2 separate regions of the Danio rerio genome follow, and region 1 is linked to region 2. A link is a contact called in public Micro-C data. All regions are on one chromosome and are shown on one strand. Each heading gives the region's core, a stretch centred on a gene start, on an enhancer-like site or on the middle of the called end of the contact. The rest is flanking DNA. Distances are from core to core; before and after follow the strand shown. Region 1 overlaps itpr1b (inositol 1,4,5-trisphosphate receptor, type 1b). Region 2 holds the start of arl8bb (ADP-ribosylation factor-like 8Bb).

Region 1 (6,821 bases), core at 2,828-5,327, 210 kb after region 2:
GTTTTAAAAGCTACTAGTGCTTGTCTGGCGGCGAGCAAACCAAACTGACATGCTATTTCAGAGCAAACATTTAGAGTTGCATGGTAAACAATTTAGGGAGAGACTAGGCAGAATAGCTCTATTTACTTGTGTTTTGTTGTTAAACTAATTAAAATCTACATTATAGATGCTGTAAAAGGTCATTTATGAAACTGAAAATAGTTTTATCAATCTTTCATCAGAAGATTTTAGTGGCTGAACAACACTTCTGTGAAGATATGACCCATTTGTAACAACAACATTTAACGTTACGTCAGCTTTGCGTGAAGCTAAAACAAAAGTTTTAAAACAGAACGTATCTATTTAATTGGATGAACATTTTTTTAGTTTTATACCCAAAATATAAAAATACATATAAATACATTTGGATCATTTACTTTAATCATTACTTATAGACTGTGAATAGACTTTCAACCAGCACAACAAAAAATGCTTCTGAAGACAATCACCTACTGCAATTTTAAGTCATCTGGAGAAATTGTATTCATACCGCAATATATAATCGCAGAATAACAAGATATCACAATGTTACGTTTTTCCAATATCGCGCAGCACTCGTTAAAAGCAATTTTTTAGCCTTCCTGTGCCATTTTCAGCGTTCAACTAAGCAAGACAATTTTTAAGAGAATTCCTTAGAATATTTTGTTTCTAGAGAAAGACTTGTAGTTTGGCAAAAAAAAAAGCCATATTCAATTAATTGCCCAAGAAGTGGCAAAAAAAGAGATACTGTTTATGTTTCTTTTTTAACATTGTATGGTTTTTAACATATGGACTGGGCAAGTAAAAAGAGACTGAGCACAGTTAGCAGTTATTACACACAGGGTGAAGCAAGGATCATAACTGTTGTTAATAAACATGAGTGCAGCGGTAACACCTCAAAACTATACTAAAACTCTTCTCAAGCTCCAAAATAAACAAAGCTTAAACTCTTAGAAGGCTTTACTTAAAACACTAAGGATTATAATTATTGTTTATGCATGCCGTGAACTATAGTAAACCAGCCAGTTAGTTAAGCTAACAAAAATAATCATGTAGTCCCAATACAAAATAATTCATTTAGCTTGTTTTTTCTTCTCTTTTTTTTTAAACAAAATTAAGTGAATTGACCATAAAATAAATAAAGTGTCAGACATTTATAAGGCACTGTTTTATCTAATTTTAGACAAGTAAAGCAACATTGTTTTGAGTGCATGAGATGAAGGTTCTACTTTACGTAAAGGAAAAACATACAGTACATATGCAAAACTGCATCTTCTTCTGTGACTTCAGCCATATCAGTCTGATAAACTTGTCAGTCTTCTCTTCCTGGTAATTAAGAGTTGTTTACTACCCGATTGAAATATCCTGCATGCCTGAAGTCAGCACTATCTGCTGCTGGCGATCAGCCACAGGTAAAATCTGAAGTCTGATCATATTTCACTTCTCAGGCAGTAGAATAAGGGTAAATCGGAGAAACAGACTTGTATCTACAGTGTGTGTGTGTGTGTGTGTGTGTGTGTGTGAGAGAGAGAAAGAGTATATGTGTGTGTGTTGTCTGAACTCTTCATAAACAGGAATATCAGACTTCTGTGGAGTTAATGATTAGAAAACTGCCAATCAAACTTTGTCACCTGACAAAATAATTTACAGTTTTCCTATAACAATATGTCAGAGATGCTTGTATTTGACTAAGGCTGTACTCACACTAGACCCGGTTGTCTTGAACTCACGTTGCTATTTTACCTTCCGAGCCTGATCACGCTTTAGTCATTGATGATGTGACTGTTCGCTTTAACAGAAGCGCTCTCACTCAGCACAGTGGAGATTGCTTTAGTTATATTGTTTTGTATTATTTAAAGTCATTTTGGATGCAGTGACACACAGACAAATCTTTTGCTGAACAGATCCATAAATGTCGCTCAAATATGTTTATGACAGTCATTGTGCAGCAGAGTTTTCTATCTTTATTAAAATACGACAGCTTGTGTTTACTGAAAAGTAAGAATGATTAATAAATCCATATAAAACAGTCCCTTAAAAGTGACGTTGCGTCTTCAGTTTCACACTCAGGCACGCTTTGCAATCACACTATAAGTGTAGCATACCATGCTAAAGCCCAACCAAACCGCGCTCTGGCACACCTCTTCCAACAGAGTGAGGGCCAGATTCAAAGCACTCACACTTGTCAAACAAACTGGGAAATGGGGGTCAAATGCATCTGGGCACAGTTCAGATAGCCTAGTGCAAGTACACCCTAAAAATACACTTTTTTTTTCTCCACTAATTCGGTTATACTATTTGTCCAAATATAATTTTTGTAATACTAAAAAGTCAAACGGTCACTCAAACTCTGTCAACCAGACAAAATATTTTTGTTTTCCACCTTTCCAACAATAAATCACAGATATTTACATTGGGTCATTTAAAGAAACCTAAAATACACCTATTTTTTATATTTTACTATTCAATTTTTTTCATTTCTTTTTTTTTCCCGTTACTAATTCTGTTACACTATTGAAAAGTCTATCTACACCATTAAAGTCTTTATGTTTTTTTCTAATATGCCTACGAGATACGGTAACACTTTATTTTGATGGTCCACTTGAGTATTAGTAGACTTTCTGCTTAATATCTGTTGATACTGCTGCTTCAACAGACATTTAACTGACTATAAGAAACTTTGCAAGTACATGTCAATTCAATTCAACTCAATACATCTTTATTTTTATAGCACTTTTACGATGTAGATTGTGTCAAAGCAGCTTCACATAGTGAAATGAAACAGTGTAGTTTAGTTTTAAGAGTTTAAGCTCAGTTCAGTTCAGTCAACTTACACTAACCCTAACATCAACCTAATAGTCTACTTATGATCTAATGAGATTTAGATGGCATGTAGATGCAATGTATCTTAAATTCAACAAACGGACCATGAAAAATAAAGTGTGACCCTAGATACTAATAAGTTTAAAAGATATTGTTGTGTGTGTTATGCCTAATAAAAATATAACCTTGGGCAGAAAGACATTAGACATTATAAATACACTCATCTACACACTCAAAAATGACTTTAGCTTAAAACAAAAATGAAAACAACACAATTATCAAAATTTTTGGACACAACTTGAGTGTTTTATGTCCAATCCCCTAAAATTTGTAAAAACAATTAAGTTACCAATCAATTTGTTTTGGAAAAACATGAAGGAATTGCGTGGAACCCAGAATTTGTTAGTGTATTTCTTCACAAGTATGTATCAGTCAATTCAAAGTCAATTCGAAGGTTACCCTTGGGCAGGTATAGACAGTTCAGGTTCAGATGCCACAGTAAAATATTATAATATTATATACATTTTATTATTGTAAAAGAGCAATGACTTTTTTCAGAGTATTTCCTTTAATAATATTTCTGCTGGAGAAATTCTTATTTATTTATTTTTTTCAGCAAGAATAAAAGCAGTTTTTAATTTTTAAGGTCAATATTATTAGCTCACTTAAGCAATTTTTTTTATTGTCTACAGAACAAAATTTCCTAATTACCCTAACTTGCCTAATTAACCAAGTTAAGCCTTTAAATGTCACTTTAAGCTGAATGCTAGTATCTTTAAAAAAAAAATCTAATCAAATATTTTATGCTGTCATCATGGCAGTTATTAGAAATGAGTTATTGAAACAATTATGTTTAGAAATGTATAATATATATATATATATATATATATATATATATATATATATATATATATATATACACACACACACATACATAAATAAATACATATGGGGGGCTAATAATTCAGGATTAATTATTTAGGTTAATAAATAATCAGGTTAATAATTATGACTTTAACTGGTTATTTTAAGTATGACCTCTGAACCGGCACTTTCCATACCTGCCCAGCGTTATACCGTGTTTACTGTTGTGTACCTGGGCACGAGTGAGTCTCCTCCTCTGAGAGTGGTGGGGTCCAGCTCAAATATAGAGGAAATGTCATTGCCATCAGGCACAGACACCAGTGAGTACATGACCTTCTCATTGGGCGTGCGCAGACGAGCTCGCAGAGCCTCATGTTCAGAGTCCAGCTGGAGGAGAGATAAAAACACAACACAAACACACTTCTTCAGCTCACACACTTAAACCTTCACCCCAGCAAACAATCTTTGAGTCCTGACATCTTTACAACTCTTGAGTGTGACCTTAAATAACACACACACACACTCACACCTGAGGACATGAAAGAACATGAAGAACGCGAAAACTGTCTCACCGTTTGACGTGTGGTTTCAAGATGAACAGGTTCAGCATTTTTGGACAATAATTAAGCTAAAAAATGTTGATTTTTGGTTAATTAGAAAGAAACTCTGCGCAAACATTCAATAGGGTTTAATATACTTGACATAAGGGCCTGATATGAGAAAACATAATGATTAACTTACAAAGTAGGCGCGCGCTACTGTCTCAACAGGTGATTAAAATGAGTGGTGTTCTAGTGGCATCTATAGGTGCAGTGACGCACTGCACACACTGCTTTTTCCGCAGCAGCAGCGACACCGCGTGGAGGGTTAAAGAATACAGCCTACAAACTAAAAACATTAAAACGTCGAATAAATTTAATATTATAGATTTATATAAAAATATATATGCTGAATATATGATATATTATTAAACAGACAAGTTTGTAAATGTTTTATGTATGCATTTCTAGTCTCAAACTGAGTATTTTATTGTTACCTGTGTATTTTACTTTCAATGTAAAATTAACAAGTACTGGGATTGTTAAGGATGGTTTTTGGTAATTGAAAGACGTAAATAAATAACAATATGCATTATTATTATTATTATTATTATTTGTATTTATTAATTAATACGATTAATTTTATAATAATAATAATAATGACAATCACATCTGAAATATTGTCTTGTTAACAGAAATTATCAACAATTTTTAAAAAATTGCATAGGAAGTAGTACCATTAGTAAAACTTAATTAAAACATTATAAACATATCAAAAGAAAAAAAACAAATACTTAAACATAAATTGAAATGAAAATAAATTAAAATATAAAAACCTGTCAGACTATTAATAATTTAATTAATATCACTGTATATACATATTTTAAAAAATAATTAAATAAATAATTGTAAACCAAATAAAACAAACAGAGCCTAAAAAAATCTAATGAAATTTTAAAATGGCACAAAACGAACATAAATACATTAAGATAAACTGAAATGAAAAATTGAAAATTGAATTGAAAAAATTAATAAATTAATAAAAAGCACTATATACATATTTTAAAAAATGTTAATTAATTAGAAGAGAACTAAATAAAACCAAAGCCCAAAAGAAATGAAACTAAATTTTAAAATGGCACAAAACACGCATAAATACATTAAGATAAATTGAAATGAAAAGAAAACTGAATATATACAAAGCTGTCAGATCAATATGACATAAATTAAAACCCACTGTATAAACATATGAAAAACATTTATTAAAAAAATCAATTGAAAATTTAAAATGGCTCAAAATGCACATAAAAACAATGATAAATTGAAATAAAAATAAAATAGAAAATTCCAAAAGCTGTCAGATCAATAATCCATAAAAGGGGTGGTCCACTACGATATCATATTTTACACTTCAGTTGATATGTAATGTAGCTGTGTGAACATAAGCAGCATCTCTGAACGTCAGCTGCTCAAAGTTCAATGCAAAGGGAGACATTGGCTTTTACAGAGTTAGCTTAGCAAAGCCTACAGCGAACAAAGTTTGGGGAATACAAAAAATACAACCAGGCTATTGAGATCACAAACGCTTCCAGTTACACAGATTCACCATGAGCATACACCCTGCGAAGCAAAGGGCCGTGGCCAGAGGTGCTGTAGTGCTGTAATGTAGCAGAGAAAGCTTGTTCTGTTTCTGTATTTGGGCTTCCAAAGGACACGACACAGAGAGAAGTGCTTACAGTTTATTTTTATTATGTTCCAGAGAATTATAAAAATACATATAATTAGCATTTGACAAAGGAGAACTTCCAAAATCTCTTCTAGTTCTGAAGTCGGCTAAAAACTCCTCAAGAAAGGAGCAGCTCCAACCATAACTGAAGTGGCTGTGGATTGTGAGCCACAACCTGTAAGTATTTTTATTCGTTAAATTTGTTATCCATTACATCCATAGTGTCTAGTGGTAAAGGTATGTTGTAGTGAGGACGTAAACAACGGGAAATGCTGTTTGGCACCGCTGTAAACACCCACTGTCTTCAGCAGCACTGCAGTCTTTCTCTATGCGGCTGCTTTCAGTGTCTCGCTATGCTTTCCCTGCATTCTACATCTCAAATAACGAACTTGCAAAAGATATGAGAACGTTTCATATTGCTTACACATGCTTATAATCCGAATATATGTGAAAGACACTTGTCAGATTTTATTTTAGTGAGCAGTCGTGAGGTTCAGCTGTGTGCTTTGTGTCAATTTCTGTCTGATTCAGGCTCAAGCTAACAGCTACTCTGACTGACAGTATTTACACAACGGCAAAGCGCGTGCTAACAGAGGCGTGACGATTCCTGGTGACATGGAACCGATCCACGAATCACAGCACATTATGATTTCTGACTAATCAGAGTCTCTTGAGGGCGGGCCTTTGGAGGAACTAGGAAATATGTCGTTACTAGGAAATAATGTCGTTTTCATGATAGCGGAGTAGCTGTATATAATCAAAGTAAGATGAAAAAAAAGTAAAGTAAAGCATGAGCACACATTGCTTTGCATCTTATAAACACAACCAAGCCTTAAAATAAATTCTGGACC
Region 2 (7,159 bases), core at 1,793-4,292:
ATGTCACTTTAAGCTGTATAGAAGTGTCTTGAAAAATGTCTTGTAAAATATTATTCACTGTCATCATGGCAAAGATAAAATAAATCAGTTATTAGAAATGATTTATTAAAACTATTATGTTTAGACGTGTTGAAAAAATCTTCTCTCCGTTAAACAGAAATTGGGCAAAAATTAAACAGGGGGGCTAATAAATTAGGGGGGCTAATAATTCTGACTTCAACTGTATATAGCGCATGGATGAAAATAATAAGTCTATCAGTTCACATTATGCTCCATCGTTTATTTTGTGGTGTCACAAAATACATTATTTATAGTAGGGCTGCATAACATATTGTTTCAGCATCACAATGTGCACATGCGCACTAGTCACATCACAGGATCTGCAATGTTGAATATAGATTCCAGTTGAGTACGAGTTAAAAACACACAGGACTGTGGAGTAACTGCAAAGTTTAACCCTAACGTGACCAAAACAATGACTAGGCAAGGCATGTCTAGCTCAATGTGCTAACCAGTGCTAAGAACTAATATGTTGTCAATTTTACAAGTTATATTGTTATTTTTACATGTTATCAAAGCTTTTAGACTCTCATGGCGAATTTTTATACTTTACAATGTCATATCAGCTCTCACCGTATCACATTGTAAAATCATCCAGTCACATGGTTGCAAAGGTTTAAAAATAACGGCACGCATAAGAGGAAGTCAACAATAATGTGCAGTCAAAGCTTTCAACTTTCGCCTAAAACACTCGCACAAGCAAGTCTTGGAGATTTCTAGCTGCAGTAATGCGAATTTTTGTTCAAACAGGCCAGAAAGTCTCATGACCGACTACAATAGTAAAACTGTGCAAGAGTAAAATATTAAAACAAGCAGATCACTTTTGAGTGGAAAATGTAAAACAAGAAGTTCCCTTAATAATTATACTCCAAACGCCTCATGACTGAAAAGAGTTTAGGCACATACTGTATACGCTCATAATGCAAAACACCTGAGTGGTGAAAGCTTGTATTTTTATCATTTCCTCTTGTGGTGCTTCTCCATTTCTTGCTGTGTGCAATACCACCGGATCATCGTCATCATATTACAGTGTATCTGCTTTTAATTAATCTTAAATCTTATAGGATCACATTTATCAGTGGTCATACGAAGCGGGAATTGTTTTTATTAGTGACACCCGAAGGAGCAGTTTCTTTTCCTCATAAAAATAAAACCAACATGTTTTGATGAGCAAAAGGGTGTTTTTGGTTTATAAACCCACTGTGCTGCATTGCAGAAGCAAATTTGGGAAGCAAAAGGACAAGTTTTCAAAATCCCCTAAGTGGGATAGTCACTGGTACTCAGTCAAGCATGTTGCCCAGTGATAAAATCAGGTTTGAGTAAATGAGATGGAGCGTATTACAGAAAAAATATTGTTCATGACAATGCCTTTTTTTATGTCATTACTGATAGATCAGTCAAAATCATGATTTTTGTGCTGACAATTAATTGGCATTAATTGTAACTATAGTTTAAAATTTTATTTAAATAATTTAGTTCTGTTTTGTTTCCCAGTGATGGGTTGCGGCTGAAAAGGCATCCACTGCGTAAAAATGTGCAGGATAAGTTGGCAGTTCATTCCGCTGTAGCAACCCCGGATTAATGAAGGGATTCAGCCAACAAGAAAATGAATAAATAAATGATAATATCTTAGAAGGAGATAATAATCACAATTTTTTTTTTTTAAAAATCACAATAATCCTAAAGCTTAAATGTTTAACTTTGCAGTGAATTTATCTAGTTACATAGATTCTGTATATTAAACTATTTTATATTACATTTATTGTATTTATATTATATTAACCCTTTGATGCACAAGCTATAAAATAGATATAGAAAAAATAAACAGACGGGTCAATTTAGACCCATGAAGTGCATTAAAGGGTTAAACTTATATAAACTACAAAACGCCAGTGGCCACATAATATAATATAATATAATATAATATAATATAATATAATATAATATAATATAATATAATATAATATTTTTCCCAGTGATGGGTTGCGGCTGGAAGGCCATTCAGCATAAAAACGTGCTGGATAAGTTGGCGGTTCATTCCGCTGTAGCGACCTTGGATTAACAAAGGGATTAAGCCGAAAAGAAAATGAATGAATAAATGAATGAATGAATGAATATAATATAATGTAATGTAATGTAATATAATATTATATAATTCGAACTATATAATTTATTAAAAATATTTATACATATTTTAAACGCTTTATATAAAAGAAAACAGCCCCATTCCTTATTTTAATGCTTTGAAACGAATAATATAATACAATAAATATAATATAATATAATATAATATAATACAATATAAGATAAGATAAGATAATAAAATATAATATAACATCTTAGAAGGAAATAATAATCTAGAATTTAGAAGTTAGAATTTAACTAGTCATATAGATTCTGTATATTAAATTATGATATTTTACATTATATGCATATTACATTAAGCTCTTAGAAACTATAAAACGCTAGTGACCATCTCATAAACCCTAAAAGTCATATTATTGACAAAATACAATCATTAAACTCTACATGGTTTGTAAATAAATAACATATCATATGCAAACTTGACCCTATGTGAAACATCCCAACCAAACTCTTCACAGCACATGACTAATATAAACAGGTTTTAAAGCTGTCCTCCGCCTCTGTCTGGCCTTGAGTCATCAGCATGACAGCATGACATCATTTACACATGACAGCAGTACATTATCAACAACTCAGACAAGCACTGAATGCAGACTTACAGCAATCACGTTGACGAAAGTGGTTTTCCCGGAGTACTGAAGGCCCACCAGCGTGAGCTCCATCTCCTCCTTCCAGAAGAGCGACCTGATCCAGTCGAGGAGCCGGTGGAAGAGGGACAACATCTCTGCGCTGCTGCGGGACAAATCCGACGGTCAGGATGATGAGTCTGTGTTCCTGCTGGAGATAGGAAAAAAAGTCTGAAAGAGGAAGCGGCTCGAGTCATGTGACATCAGCTGACGCGCATCAAACGTGCCGCTCAACCTTGACGCTAACTTTCAGAATAAAAGTCCGATAGAACAAAAGTCCTATAGTATTTGTTTATTTATTTTTATTTTTGTATTTATTTTTTATGATTATGCTTTAAACAACAGATACATGAAACAACAATGCCCGCGTGATAGAAGGTAAATAATAATAAAAAAATATTTAAAAATAAGGAAACAAAACAAACACAAAAAACAAGAGTATAAATAATCAAACCCAATACTTACAATTACAAACAAGCAGGACCTTTACATTAATCAAAAATTATGAAAATAGAGCACAAATGGCAGTTTTAATGTTGAATAATACAAAAGTAATTTTTCAGTTCCTTATAAAACGTAAATCAGGGTTTTTGTTGAAAATTGTACACTTATGAATATGAAACTTAATCAACAAAATAAATAGATTATTAACAAAACTTCATTATTCAGATTATTATAATTAACATATCTTGATAGTGTTATGTTTATTGTAATGTCTCCCCCCCCCCCCCCCCCCCAAAAAAAAATTAATTATGTCATCATTTACTCTCCCTGTGGTTGTAATCCTATTTGAGTTTCTTTCTTCTGCTGAACATAAAGAAGATATTTAGAAAAATGCTGGTTGTTGGGATCGATTGACTTCCATAGTATTTTTTGGAAGTAGATGTGTAACAATCTTAAAATTAAAATATATAATTTTGTGTTTAACAGAAAAAGAAACTCAAATATTGTGAATAAGTGAATGGTGAGTAAATGATGACAAAACTTTTCTTTTTGGGTGTACTTGAACTTCAATGGACATACATTTCATAATACTGAGGATATATATAAGAATATATAATTTCTACACTCTAAGAAACAAAAAGTACATGCGCTGTCACTGGGGTGGTACCTTTTCAAAAGGTACAAATTTGTACCTAAAATGTCCACATTAATACCTCAAGGGTTCATATTAGTACCTAAAAAGTACAAAAGTGTTCCACTTAAAATGTTTAGGTACTAATGTATACTTTAAGGTACCAGTGTGTACCCTTTAGGTACAAACGTGTACCTTTTGAGAAGGTACCACCCCAGTGACAGCTCGTGTATTTATTTCTGAGAGAGTATATACAGTATATTTTTTACTTTTATTAAAACGCCATTTTCAGAAAGGAAGCAGGTTAAACTGACTTCTGAAATAAATATGTGCTATATTTGCTGTGAAATGTCTTTGTATGTTTTAATTTTCATAGTTAAAAGAAGGAAAGAAACATAAAAACGTAGCCAAATAAATAACGTTCTAGAAAAAAACAACGCTTTTTTAATGAAATAAAAATAAAATGAACAAGCAAGAAATCAAAAGAAGATTTGGAAATCTGTGTATCCTTGCAAAAACAATATTTGCATAAGGTAAGTTAACAAGGTAACTCAAACCATTTGAGAAAACCGATTGCATCGTGTAAAATATGTATATTAATTTATTTTTACATTTTTATGTAACATATCTGTATTTTAAAATTGATTAAATAAGTAGATTACTGTTAATATTTATAAAACATGCATGACTAGTCGCACTATTTTATCCTAAACAATGCAAGCATTTTATATACATTTTATTTGTTTGAATAATACATTTTCATTGCTTGCTTTTTAATTAAAATTATTTTGTCAATAAACAAACTTTTTTTTTTGTTATGCAAACAAAGCGATACACAGATTTTCCAAATCTATTTATCAAATGAAATGATTTCTTTACGTTTTTGTTTCTTTCCTTCTTTCAACTGTGAACTTAAACGATACAAAGACATTTTACAATAATTAGCCACATATTTTTTCAGAAGTCAGTTTAACCTAAATATTTTCAAATGGCATTTTGTAAAATAAAACAAAACATAGGAATGCTCAACCAACATTCTTAGCATTATGAAAATTATATATTGCCATGATAATAAATACATTATACAATAAACGTGTAAATGCAAAGTGTCATTGATGTTATACTTTAAATGATCAAAAACTTCTTGCTGACAAACGGGTAAAAGCATATGGTTTAAACGATATTGGTAATGGTTAAGTTTAATTACTTAAAAAATACACAATTGAGTATTTGGGGATTTGCTGCAGTTGATTAAAACGACACACGATGGCGCTACAAGCTTTAAGATGACAGATGGATGAGCTATTCATGTCGCAGCAGGAGGATCTGACACTTGTTGCTGCAAGCAGTTTTAAATTGTGCTGAATACAAATGCACATCTTAACTTTTGCACTTCTATACTGCCTTATTTTTTATGTCAGGCTATTTGATATATCTGATTGCTTTGTTGTTGCTGTTTTACCCTGGAATGTACGTCTATTCTTTATTTCTTTATTTGTTAATTTACGTATTTATATATTTATTTATTTATCTATTATTATTATTTTTTTTTGTATCAACCTGTTTTGTTTCTGTGCATATTTAATACTTTTTTATTTGTAAAAAAAAACACGATACCTAAGGATCACTTTAACTTAATATAATTTGCTTTATTATATAATTGACCTTTCAAATCTATTAATAACAAATGACACTGTTAATATAGCGCTTATTAATCATCATGGACTGCTGTCGTGTGTTTATTCTGGAGCTGGCCGGACTGCGCTGGATATGTGCATGTGTCTGGCGGTCTGCCGTGTGCCTCTACATGTGCGTGATTATTACACCGCTGCCTGCTCACTTCCCAGCGGGCGGAGGAGTGAAGCTGCGCTGAATCCAGCACACAGCCAAACACGCGGGGAGAGATAGACTTAACCTAATTCAGGAGCTAACTGCATTAGAAAGGGACGTGATGCATTTCGGACATGTAAAGCAGTTTTGAAGACTAATAATACGAATAGTGGCTTGACCTGCGTCACAAAACCTGACACTTTTTATTACGGCCAAGTAGACTTTAGTTAGGAGGCTGGTTGGAATATTTGTAACCTGACTCTTATCATATTGTGTGTCTAAAGGATTTGCATGGTCGGAGCAAGTTTTATGGGTTATGTAAGTGTTACATAAGGACGAACTGTGATGGGAAAAACACAGCGATGTTTTTGCTGCTAAACATGGTTTGGAGCTTTCCAAGGCACATACACAGACAATATCCACAGGGAAAAAAGACTTTATTAATACTTTTACTTTAATGTATGTCAACAATACCTTTAGACAAAATATATACATCAAGCAACCTTCTCTTAGGTCCCAAAATAAAAAGTAAGTACCTCTTCCTATACAAAACTAATTGTTTTTTTGAACATTACATTCACTTTCTTTTGCTTCTATGAAGAATCCAGGATCAAAAATGTAGATATCCGCCATCATGTTTACTGCTTTAAACAGGTAAAGGCAACAGCATGAACAAAGATCTGTCCTAATTTGACCAGAAATGAACACAGAACATGATGCTATGTACACAATCTCATGGCATACAGCGCTCGGCTGTCTAGAAACTTAAAGGTGTGGGTCACGTATCAAAAATACAGATGTACAAGAAGTATAAACAAAATAATTACACAACGCGGATACCTCACAACAGCTTCAGCTACGTGCACGAATGGATGACAAACTCAAGAAGCTACAGCATGATTACATCACTCCCGTATTTACACGAGCGTCACGTCTCAAGAGTCCGTGGCGTCCTCGTTTATGCAAGAAAACTCAGATGAGCGCGAGATGGGAAACGTGCACGCAGTCGACCAATGCAAAGACGTTTATTTGGTAGCCTTCTAGTCTAAAAGGACGACTCTTATTGGTTAAAGCAGTCACAGAAGCAGAAGAGAGTGGAGCTTCCTGATCAAGCGTCCACGGCACAGAGAAATGTCCAAAAAGCAGCATCTACAGGGGTGATGTTTTATTATAAAAGGACTTTTCGTTTACATTCAACAAATGAAAAGGTGCTTGTGCAAAGGGCAAAGTCCTTATCAATGGGGGACCATCTGCACGTCACATTCTGGGTTTAGTTTTGTTTACGACTTAAACATTCGGCATAAGTGCAGAGAGCAGCCGTTCACCCTCCCCAGATACTTTTACTCAGAGAACAGCTCTCACTGTCCTCTTTTTGACCTTCTTCACAGTGTCTCACAGTGCTTTGCACGGGGCCTCCTTTACC

Evidence for each region. Hi-C and Micro-C count contacts between places; a contact is called where the count stands out from the background.
Region 1: a contact with region 2 is called in a Micro-C map of caudal fin, with 17 times the contacts expected there. The contact joins the enhancer-like site here to the promoter of arl8bb in region 2. A contact is called at or near these places in 10 of 18 Hi-C or Micro-C datasets (caudal fin, embryo, hematopoietic stem cells and 2 more) and 2 of 4 datasets of contacts at active chromatin or transcription factors (caudal fin and embryo).

What each region holds. Positions count from the first base shown.
Region 1 is chr11:38,344,139-38,350,959 of GRCz12tu, forward strand. It overlaps itpr1b (inositol 1,4,5-trisphosphate receptor, type 1b), which reads right to left. Exons shown (of 58, transcript XR_012387289.1): 12 at 3,938-4,092. Among named protein-coding and RNA genes, the nearest start is that of itpr1b, 62 kb to the right of the region's middle. Within about 2 kb of position 4,078, at least 35 of the 62 cell types and tissues checked have an H3K27ac peak or open chromatin away from gene starts, as enhancers often do. A contact at or near this core is called in caudal fin and skeletal muscle, where this site is marked.
Region 2 is chr11:38,138,683-38,145,841 of GRCz12tu, forward strand. It overlaps arl8bb (ADP-ribosylation factor-like 8Bb), which reads right to left and starts at 3,043. Exons shown (of 7, transcript NM_001326478.1): 1 at 2,805-3,043. The coding sequence starts at 2,927. It overlaps bhlhe40 (basic helix-loop-helix family, member e40), which reads right to left. Exons shown (of 5, transcript NM_212679.2): 5 at 6,157-7,159.